Regions from separate parts of the Sus scrofa genome. Here region 1 is linked to region 2. Evidence: chromatin contacts called from public Hi-C data. All regions are on one chromosome and are shown on one strand. The core of a region is the stretch at or near the end of the contact, and the rest is flanking DNA. Distances in the headings are between cores, read along the strand shown. Region 1 overlaps C15H2orf76 (UPF0538 protein C2orf76 homolog). Region 2 overlaps MARCO (macrophage receptor with collagenous structure).

Evidence for each region. Hi-C and Micro-C count contacts between places; a contact is called where the count stands out from the background.
Region 1: a Hi-C map of liver shows a contact between it and region 2, with 4 times the contacts expected there. The contact joins two enhancer-like sites. A contact is called at or near these places in 2 of 47 Hi-C or Micro-C datasets (both in liver) and 1 of 2 datasets of contacts at active chromatin or transcription factors (alveolar macrophages).

Annotation. Positions count from the first base shown.
Region 1 is chr15:24,883,106-24,886,810 of Sscrofa11.1, forward strand. All of the region lies in intron 1 of C15H2orf76 (UPF0538 protein C2orf76 homolog), which reads right to left. Among named protein-coding and RNA genes, the nearest start is that of C15H2orf76, 10 kb to the right of the region's middle. Within about 2 kb of position 1,421, at least 5 of the 83 cell types and tissues checked have an H3K27ac peak or open chromatin away from gene starts, as enhancers often do. A contact at or near this core is called in liver, where this site is marked.
Region 2 is chr15:24,523,079-24,527,101 of Sscrofa11.1, forward strand. It overlaps MARCO (macrophage receptor with collagenous structure), which reads left to right. Exons shown (of 13, transcript NM_001256366.1): 5 at 3,281-3,379; 6 at 3,486-3,521; 7 at 4,002-4,023. Among named protein-coding and RNA genes, the nearest start is that of MARCO, 22 kb to the left of the region's middle. Within about 2 kb of position 2,678, at least 2 of the 83 cell types and tissues checked have an H3K27ac peak or open chromatin away from gene starts, as enhancers often do. A contact at or near this core is called in liver, where this site is marked.

The sequences.
Region 1 (3,705 bases), core at 171-2,670, 360 kb after region 2:
AGCCTTGGAGATATCATTCTCTGTAGCCAATGATTTTGCCAACTGGAGCCTTTAGCAAAGGCAGACAGCTTCCACCCAGAGGTGCCCCTTTTGGTCTTGGACTCCTCACCTCCCTGACACAGCTTCTGATTCTTTAACCTAATATTCCCATTTAGGTGTGAGTCAACTCCACTTGATGACTAATAAGGTGGGAAGAATCAAACAGGTTCACTTGTCAAATGGAAATGATATATTTAACAACTTAGCAAGTCAGGTCCTATAAGCATGTCAGCTTGATGTAGAAAAGTGGCAGCTTTCCCTCTGGGGAAAACTTTCCTCTCCACTCCAAGAGCAAAGCCACTGACTCGACAGGATCCTCTATTCACCAAGGTTCCGCTAAATGCCTGGACCTAGTTCACAAATGGTTTGGCTAAGCTCCAACCTAGCAGTATCCACTGGCCTACCGTGGCTGTTCAGCCTCAGCTCCAGCTGTGAAGAAGTGAAAATGGACACAGTCACTCCGATCAGTGGAAGGAGTCAAGGCTGTTCCCACAGCTCTAGCTATAATATTCCCATAGATGAGTCTTAAAAATACTTACTCTTAGCTGTTGTCAAAGGTCTAGCTGTTTGATCTGCCTCTTGGAAAACCACAAAGGAGCAAATTAAAGACACTTCTCTTAGGGTTGTGAATGGCAGAAACAATTCACAGCTGTTGACTGAGGCACCTGAGTGACTCATCTGGATGCCTACAAAAGGACCTGTTCTCCAACGAGCCCACCTGGACCCAACGGATGATGGAGCCTGCACTGCCCGGGTTGCCACCATTGCTGCCTGACCATCCATTATCATGCACAGCAAAGGACACAGCTTCTAATTCAGAGCCACCATAACAGGCTGACTTATGACTCTGGTCAGAAGCTGACCCGTAGGTCCTGCTGTGAGGGAAGCCACATCACATTGTCCCCTCCTGTTTCCAGCGAACTGACTGCATATGACCCTCGATCTCCTCCCAGGATTCCACAGCCCTGATGACATTTTTTCAGGTTAGTGTTTAACTTTCCAACCAGCTGACCCCAGTCATACCACTGTGACCCCTGAAATAAATCTGTGCCGTGTGCTTGGTTTTTCCATACTATGTGCAATCTGGCAATAGAACATCTTTTATCACAAATGCTAAGGAACAAGGTATTTATTGTAGCAGGGCAAAACTTGCCACCCCAAAATGTCTCTGACGTGCATGTGGATTATTTCCAGCTGAAAACAATTAAGGCCCAAGATTCAAGAAGAAACTTTGACCTTCCTCCTAATTGATTAAAAAAATTTAGATAGTGGCCCTGTTCCAGGAATAGAGCTATCACCGGAGATAAATGCAAAAGACATGGGTGCAATGTGATGGAGGACCAGGGTCTGAAGATCAGAGTCCACTCGGTATTCCACTGTCTCTGCCCAGCCCAGCAAATGTTTATTTGCCAAACATTTGCTTATCCACCTCCATATGAATTGTCTTCCTTCCTCTAAAGTCCTAAACCACAACCCCCAATATCCTCTTTTGTCTTTAGCTGGAGATATATTTAAGGTGAGGGTTTCAGACATTTTGGCAAGTTACTCAGTCTTTCTGGATCTCACCCATGTACACACGTTAGACTTTCAGTTTTCTCCTGTTCATCTGTCTCAGGTTAATTCCTAGACCATCTAGAAGAATCAAGAAGAGTAGAGGAAAATTTCTTCCTTCCCAACACAGCAGACCTGCCACCTCCCTATCATCCACAGCCATCTAATATTGTTAAGAACTGAAAGGGCCTCCTAAAAAATCAACTCAAAAAGAACTCTTACTTTACCTCCCTCATCTCCTCCTATAACACACAACTAAGAATGGCAGTCTGTTCCCTGAACATGGTAACCTCAGAAAGGGATCATCCTCTCTCTGCTTTTTCCTGGGTAATAACCAGGACAGAGAGGAAGCAGGGAGAGGGACAGTTATACAGACCAATGTGAAATCCTAGAATTCCATCCAGACCGTTCCCGTGCATAACACTTCTTTCTTTCTCCTACAGAAACCCTCAGCGAGCCTGATTGGTACATACTCCATATGGCAAGGTGGCCAAAAGGGAGCTTAAGGTATTCTCGTTCAGCCACGTAGATTCTCTTGTTGGACTGACAACGTCCTAGACTGTATCACTGGAATACACAGCAGGTCAGAGAGGGGGACATAATGGGACTTAAGTTTTATAAAAACTCTCTTCAGGGAATAGGAATCGATTAGTAAAAACATGAAGTTATAGAGAGTTCCCACTGTGGCTCAGTGGTTAGCGAACCTGACTAGCATCCATGAGGACAGAGGTTCAATCCCTGGCCTTGCTCAGCAGGTTAAGGATCTGGTGTTGCCTTGAGCTGTGGTGTAGGTCACAGACATGGCTTTGATCCAGCGTTGCTGTGGGGTAGGCTGGCGTCTGCAGCTCCAATTGGACCCCTAGCCCATGGACCTCCACATGCCGTGGGTGAGGCCCTAAAAAAACAAAAAGACCAAAAAAACAATAAAATAAAAAGGTGAAGTTATATAGCTACTGGAATAGGACACACAGATTTTTGTGGAGGTGGAGGGAGGCACCATCTAGGGAAAGAACAACTTCTTCCCAGGAGACAGGGGTGGGAAGGATCATTTATTAACAATCTTTCATCTTTTTTTTATTTTTTTTATTTTTAGGGCCGCACCTGCAGCATATGGAAGTTCCCAGGCTAGGAGTCGAATTGGAGCTACAGCTGCCAGCCTACACCACAACCACAGCAACACCAGATTCCGAGCTGTGTCTGTGACCCACACCACAGCTCAGAGCAACACCAGATCCTTAACCCACTGAGCAAAGCCAGGGATCGAACTGAGTCCCCATGGATACTAGTTGGATTCATTTCCGCTGCGCCGAGACAGGAACTCCAACAATCTTTTTATCTTTCAGAACTGCCCCAGAGCTCTCAAGAATCAAAATACTCTTAAGGTTCCAAGTCAGTATAAACACATTAAATTTTAACTGACTCCTGAATTTTCCACCCCAACAGATGGCTCTGACTGCAATGTAATCACCATTACCATCAAATCTATCAGAAACATCTACTAGCTCCTGTGCCTCTCTTACAAAACACCTGTCAACACTTCTAGACCTCTCCTCCCCACACCCACGGCTCAGCATGCCATGTCACAGAGGACTCTCAGCTGATAGCCTAGACAAACAAGACAGACTGGACAGCCTGCCCTCAGGCAGCCCCTCCAAACCAAGGTCTAAATGCAATAATGTGAACCCAAGTGAAAAACAGGTCACATTGGAAGACCCTGACGACCTGTGCCCTCCTAACCGTGTGGTTAAATCCCTGGCCAGGGAACTTTTATATGCCACAGGGGTAGCCAAAAATAAAAATAAAAAATTTAATTTTAAAAAAAGGAAAGAAAAAAGAGGAAGGAAGGAATGAAGGGAGAAATTTCTTTCCAAAGCTACCACATGCAACGCCTGGCCTGTGAGTGTGTGTGTGTGTATGTGAGCAAGTATTTACTTGCCTTCCTCCCCAAAACAGATATTTGCACCTTGACCTGCAGGTATTTCAGAAAACAAGATGAGCAAGCTCTCAGATGACCAATGACTAGATCAAAGGTGGTAATCTCTCCAAAACTGCACTCGCTACTCAGGAAAGCTTCTGAGAAAGTTAACTATCTTAAGTGTACCCTATGGGAAGTTT
Region 2 (4,023 bases), core at 1,428-3,927:
TCTGTGGCACTTCACCTGTGTAACTAGACATATCATTTGGCCAGCTGAGATTTAATTTTTTCATTTCAGAAAAGAATGACAATTACATTAAAATAATAATAATTGGAGTTCCCATTGCGGTGCAGTGGAAACGAATCTGACTAGGGACCATGAGGTTGCGGGCTTGATCCCTGGCTTCCCTCAGCGGGTCAAGGATCCAGTGTTGCCATGAGCTGTGGTGTAGGTCACAAGACGCAACTCAGATCTGGCATTGCTGTGGCTGTGGCATAGACCAGTGGCTACAGCTCCAATTAGACCCCTAGCTCGGGACCCTCCATATGCCATGGGTGCAGCTCTAAAAAGACACTAAAAAGACAAAAAGATGGAATGCTCATACTAATTATACAAACTAAAAAAAAAGTAACAATTAAATTATACATGTTTTTCAGGGCGGTCATAGGGGTTAGAGATCACATTTTCAAACTCTGCCACATGTCAGGTAGCATTAGTGATCCTGTAAGTGAGAAAGGTAAGGGAATCATTTCCAAGATCAGACAGATCTGGGTTCTAGTGTGGCTCACTAGCTATGTGACCTTGGGTAGACGACTTCACCTCTCTGAGCCTCAATTTACTCACCTATGAAAGAGGGATAATAAAAGCAACTTTTATTTTTCTTTTTACAGCCACCTGCGGCATATGGAAGTTCCTGGACCAGGGTTTCAATTGGGGCTGCAGCTGCTGGCCTACACCACAGCCACAGCAACACCAGATCCGAGCCATATCTGTGACCTATGTTGCAGCTTAATCCTATGCTATGCCAGATCCTTAACGTACTGAGCGAGGCCAGGGATCGAACCTGCATCCTCACAGACATAATGCTGTGTCCTTAACCCACTGAGCCACAATGGGGACTCCAATAATAGAAACTTTTAATGATGGTTGATTACAACAGGAATATAAGGTATATGGGATGTGTGATACTGTACCTGGTGAAGAAGAACTATTTCTATGATAAAAAACTGAGGGTGCCGGCCTCCAGGAAGAGTCTTTACAGGGATGTGTCAACTATTCTCAAATATTAGGCAGGATCTCATGGAAGAGAAAATAGACTTGCTCTCAGTGGTAGCCAGCTGAAGAATGAGGACCAACCAGCAAAGGTTTCAGGAGAATGAATTATGCCGAGGTAAGGGAGGGACAACCTGTTAAGACTAGGACCTCCCCACAATGAAATGAGCAGATGAAGGGGCAGGGAAGAGGGGCTGCAAAAATTCTCCTTGGCTGGACTGAAGGAGAATTCACCTTCCACCAGGAAGACAGAGGGACAGTTGACCTCTGAGGTGGCCCTCGACAGTTCTCCTGGCACTGGGAAGGGAGGTCCAGGCTTTCTCAAGGGGATCCCGTCAGCCCCAGAGAGGGGATGACAGCCAGGCCTTTGCCCTTTAGACTCTACCCCTGGGGTCTGGGCCACACTGCTTCCCATCCCACACTCGCCTGTGGCCACACCCAGACTCAGGCCTGGAAATGCTGGGGCCAGCAAGGGGAAATGCATTGGTTTCACATCTTCAGAAATCAGGACTCTAACCTACCCCTCCTCTTCCCAAATTTCCTTGCCCAAGATCACCAGATGTCTCTTTACCCACTGCTTGCCCCAGGCACTGCCTGCAGATGGGGCCAGCGGACCAGGTGAGACCTGACTCAGCCATATTTAGGTTTTCCGCTCTTTGTCCCAGCAGATGGGTAATGCCAGGTGGTGAGGTGCCAGGGGATACATCTGTTTCCCTCACTCCACCTTTAGCTGTGATGATGGGAAGGTTCTGAAGTCAGGCGCAAATGTGACTCCTCAGCTGGTGCCAGGCTCTGGTCCTTTCACTGGTGCTGCTCTGCTTCCCCAGGTTTCCCCCTTTGATGGAGGCATGGAAGTCACAGATTCAGGCCCAGACCGGTCACAAGACCCCTCATACAGCCACACAATTACCTTAATGCAATGACTCTGGCCAGCCCCAAGCAATAGGGAACCAACAAGGAGTTCGCATCATGGCAGAGTGAAAATGAATCCAACTAGTACCCATGAGGATAAGGGTTCCATCCCTGGCTTCGCTCAGTGGGTCAGGGATCCAGCATTGCCGTGAGATGAGGTTCAGATGTATCCCACGTTGCTGTGGCTGTGGTGTAGGCCGGCAGCTGTAGCTCGGATTCATCCCCTAGCCTGGGAACTTCCACATGCCACGGGTGCAGCCCTAAAAACCAAAAAAAAAAAAAAAAAAAAAAAAAAAAAAAAAACACAAGACACCAACAAATCCCTCTAGGGAAATAATTCCTAGCCTCTTCTCACAAGTGCCTTTTGGCCCCTCTGCTCATGTGGACACCTAAGGTCACTCAAACTTTTGACCCAGAGAGCCCTGTATGACAGTGGCTTCTTTCCCTCCACTCCAGACGACTTTGTCTACTTTCCTAACCTAAGGGTACCAGAAGAGCCTGGCACCCTTCTGAGTCCTCTCCAGCTCTGAAATCTTAAAAATCACAGAATAGAGACTTTAACCAAATTCTATCCCAACCAGTCAGTCCTGGCACCTGAGGGAGTAGCTTGGGGTGGGACTCTGCTGATGATGAAATGTTAATGGCTTCCTAATCCCGTGGGACAGCTGGCAAGTTTGGGAAGGGCTGCCAGGCCCTGCCTGGGAGGAGCCTCCCTTGATTGGTATGCGCTGAGCAGTGGCAGAGAGGAGGAGGGAGTGACAGAGGACCGAGGAGAGGACGGACAAGGGTGAGCCTGGAATGCTGATGACAAGTGGAAAATTTGAAACCTTGGGCACCAGGAAAGCCTGTGGCTGAACCTCTGGGGGCATAAGTGCTGCTGCAATGTTTTTCTTTCCATCAATGCTTCAAAGCTTCTATTCTCAGCACCTGGGATCTGCTTTCTGGAATATTCAGATTTCAGTTTGGGAAGTTTGAAAAAACAATTCCCCAAATGCAGACACTCAGATAAGCTGGTCAATGCTGGTTGAGCCCTGGGCTGTGGTCCATCCTCTAGGGACTGGGGCACTGACCAGGGCTCTGAGAGTACCGAAGCCCATCCGCCAAGCTGGGCCACCTCGGCCACATTTCAGGAGTTGGTGTCTTGTCTCTGGAGCAAGGTGGTGTGCTTTTGGAGAGCAGCCACTGTATCTTCCACTCTGGGCACCAAGGAGGAGTCCAAGGAGTCTGAGTTGGGAATTTGGGTGAGACGGGCAGTGTCAGAGTTGGACGTGGCAGCCAGGTTTGCCCTCATCCCATGTCTGACTGCAACTTCTTGGTTTTTCAGGAAGAAAAGGAGACATGGGCATGAAAGGGGACATGGGGCTCATGGGACCCCCCGGAGCCCGGGGGCATAAAGGTGACTTGGGGATGCCCGGGTCCCCAGGTAAGAGTCTGCTCGGTCAGGTCCGTTGACCTGTGGGTATTCCCTTTTTTTCTGGTCCACTGAGCTAGAGGGGAAAAAGATCACTAAAAGTCTCTCTGTGTTTTAGGTGTGGCTGGAGTTCCTGGACTCAAAGGAGATCAAGGTAAGAACTGTGGGAATCTGGGCATCATTCCAGCTACCACTGTTCCTGACTTTACTGTCTTTTATTTCATAGTATTAAGCCAGAGCCTCTAGGGTTTCATAAAACTTGGTGCCTCCTAAGAGGACAGAGCAGTATGTAGAGGAAAGCCTAATTGATTTTTTTTTTTTTTTGAGCTTTGCTCCACTCTGCTGCCCAGTGGTGCGAAGCACTCACAGAATTCCTAGTAAGTCCATAAGCCCCAAACCCTACATCAGTGAATGGAAAATAAATAAATAAATAAATAAATAAATTGCTGAGACTTAAATTTTCCTCCCACTAATAGGGCTAGTTCAAGGCTTCTAAAGAGAGATCTCCATTAAGCTGTACGTGGGGCATTTAAAGTGTTAAGCGATTCATGTGTCACTGCAGAGAACAGAGATGTATTGAAGGGGTAGGCAGCCAGGCCCTCTGCCAGCCTTTCACTCATGACTTAACTTTCAGGACAGCCTGGAACCAGGGGTCT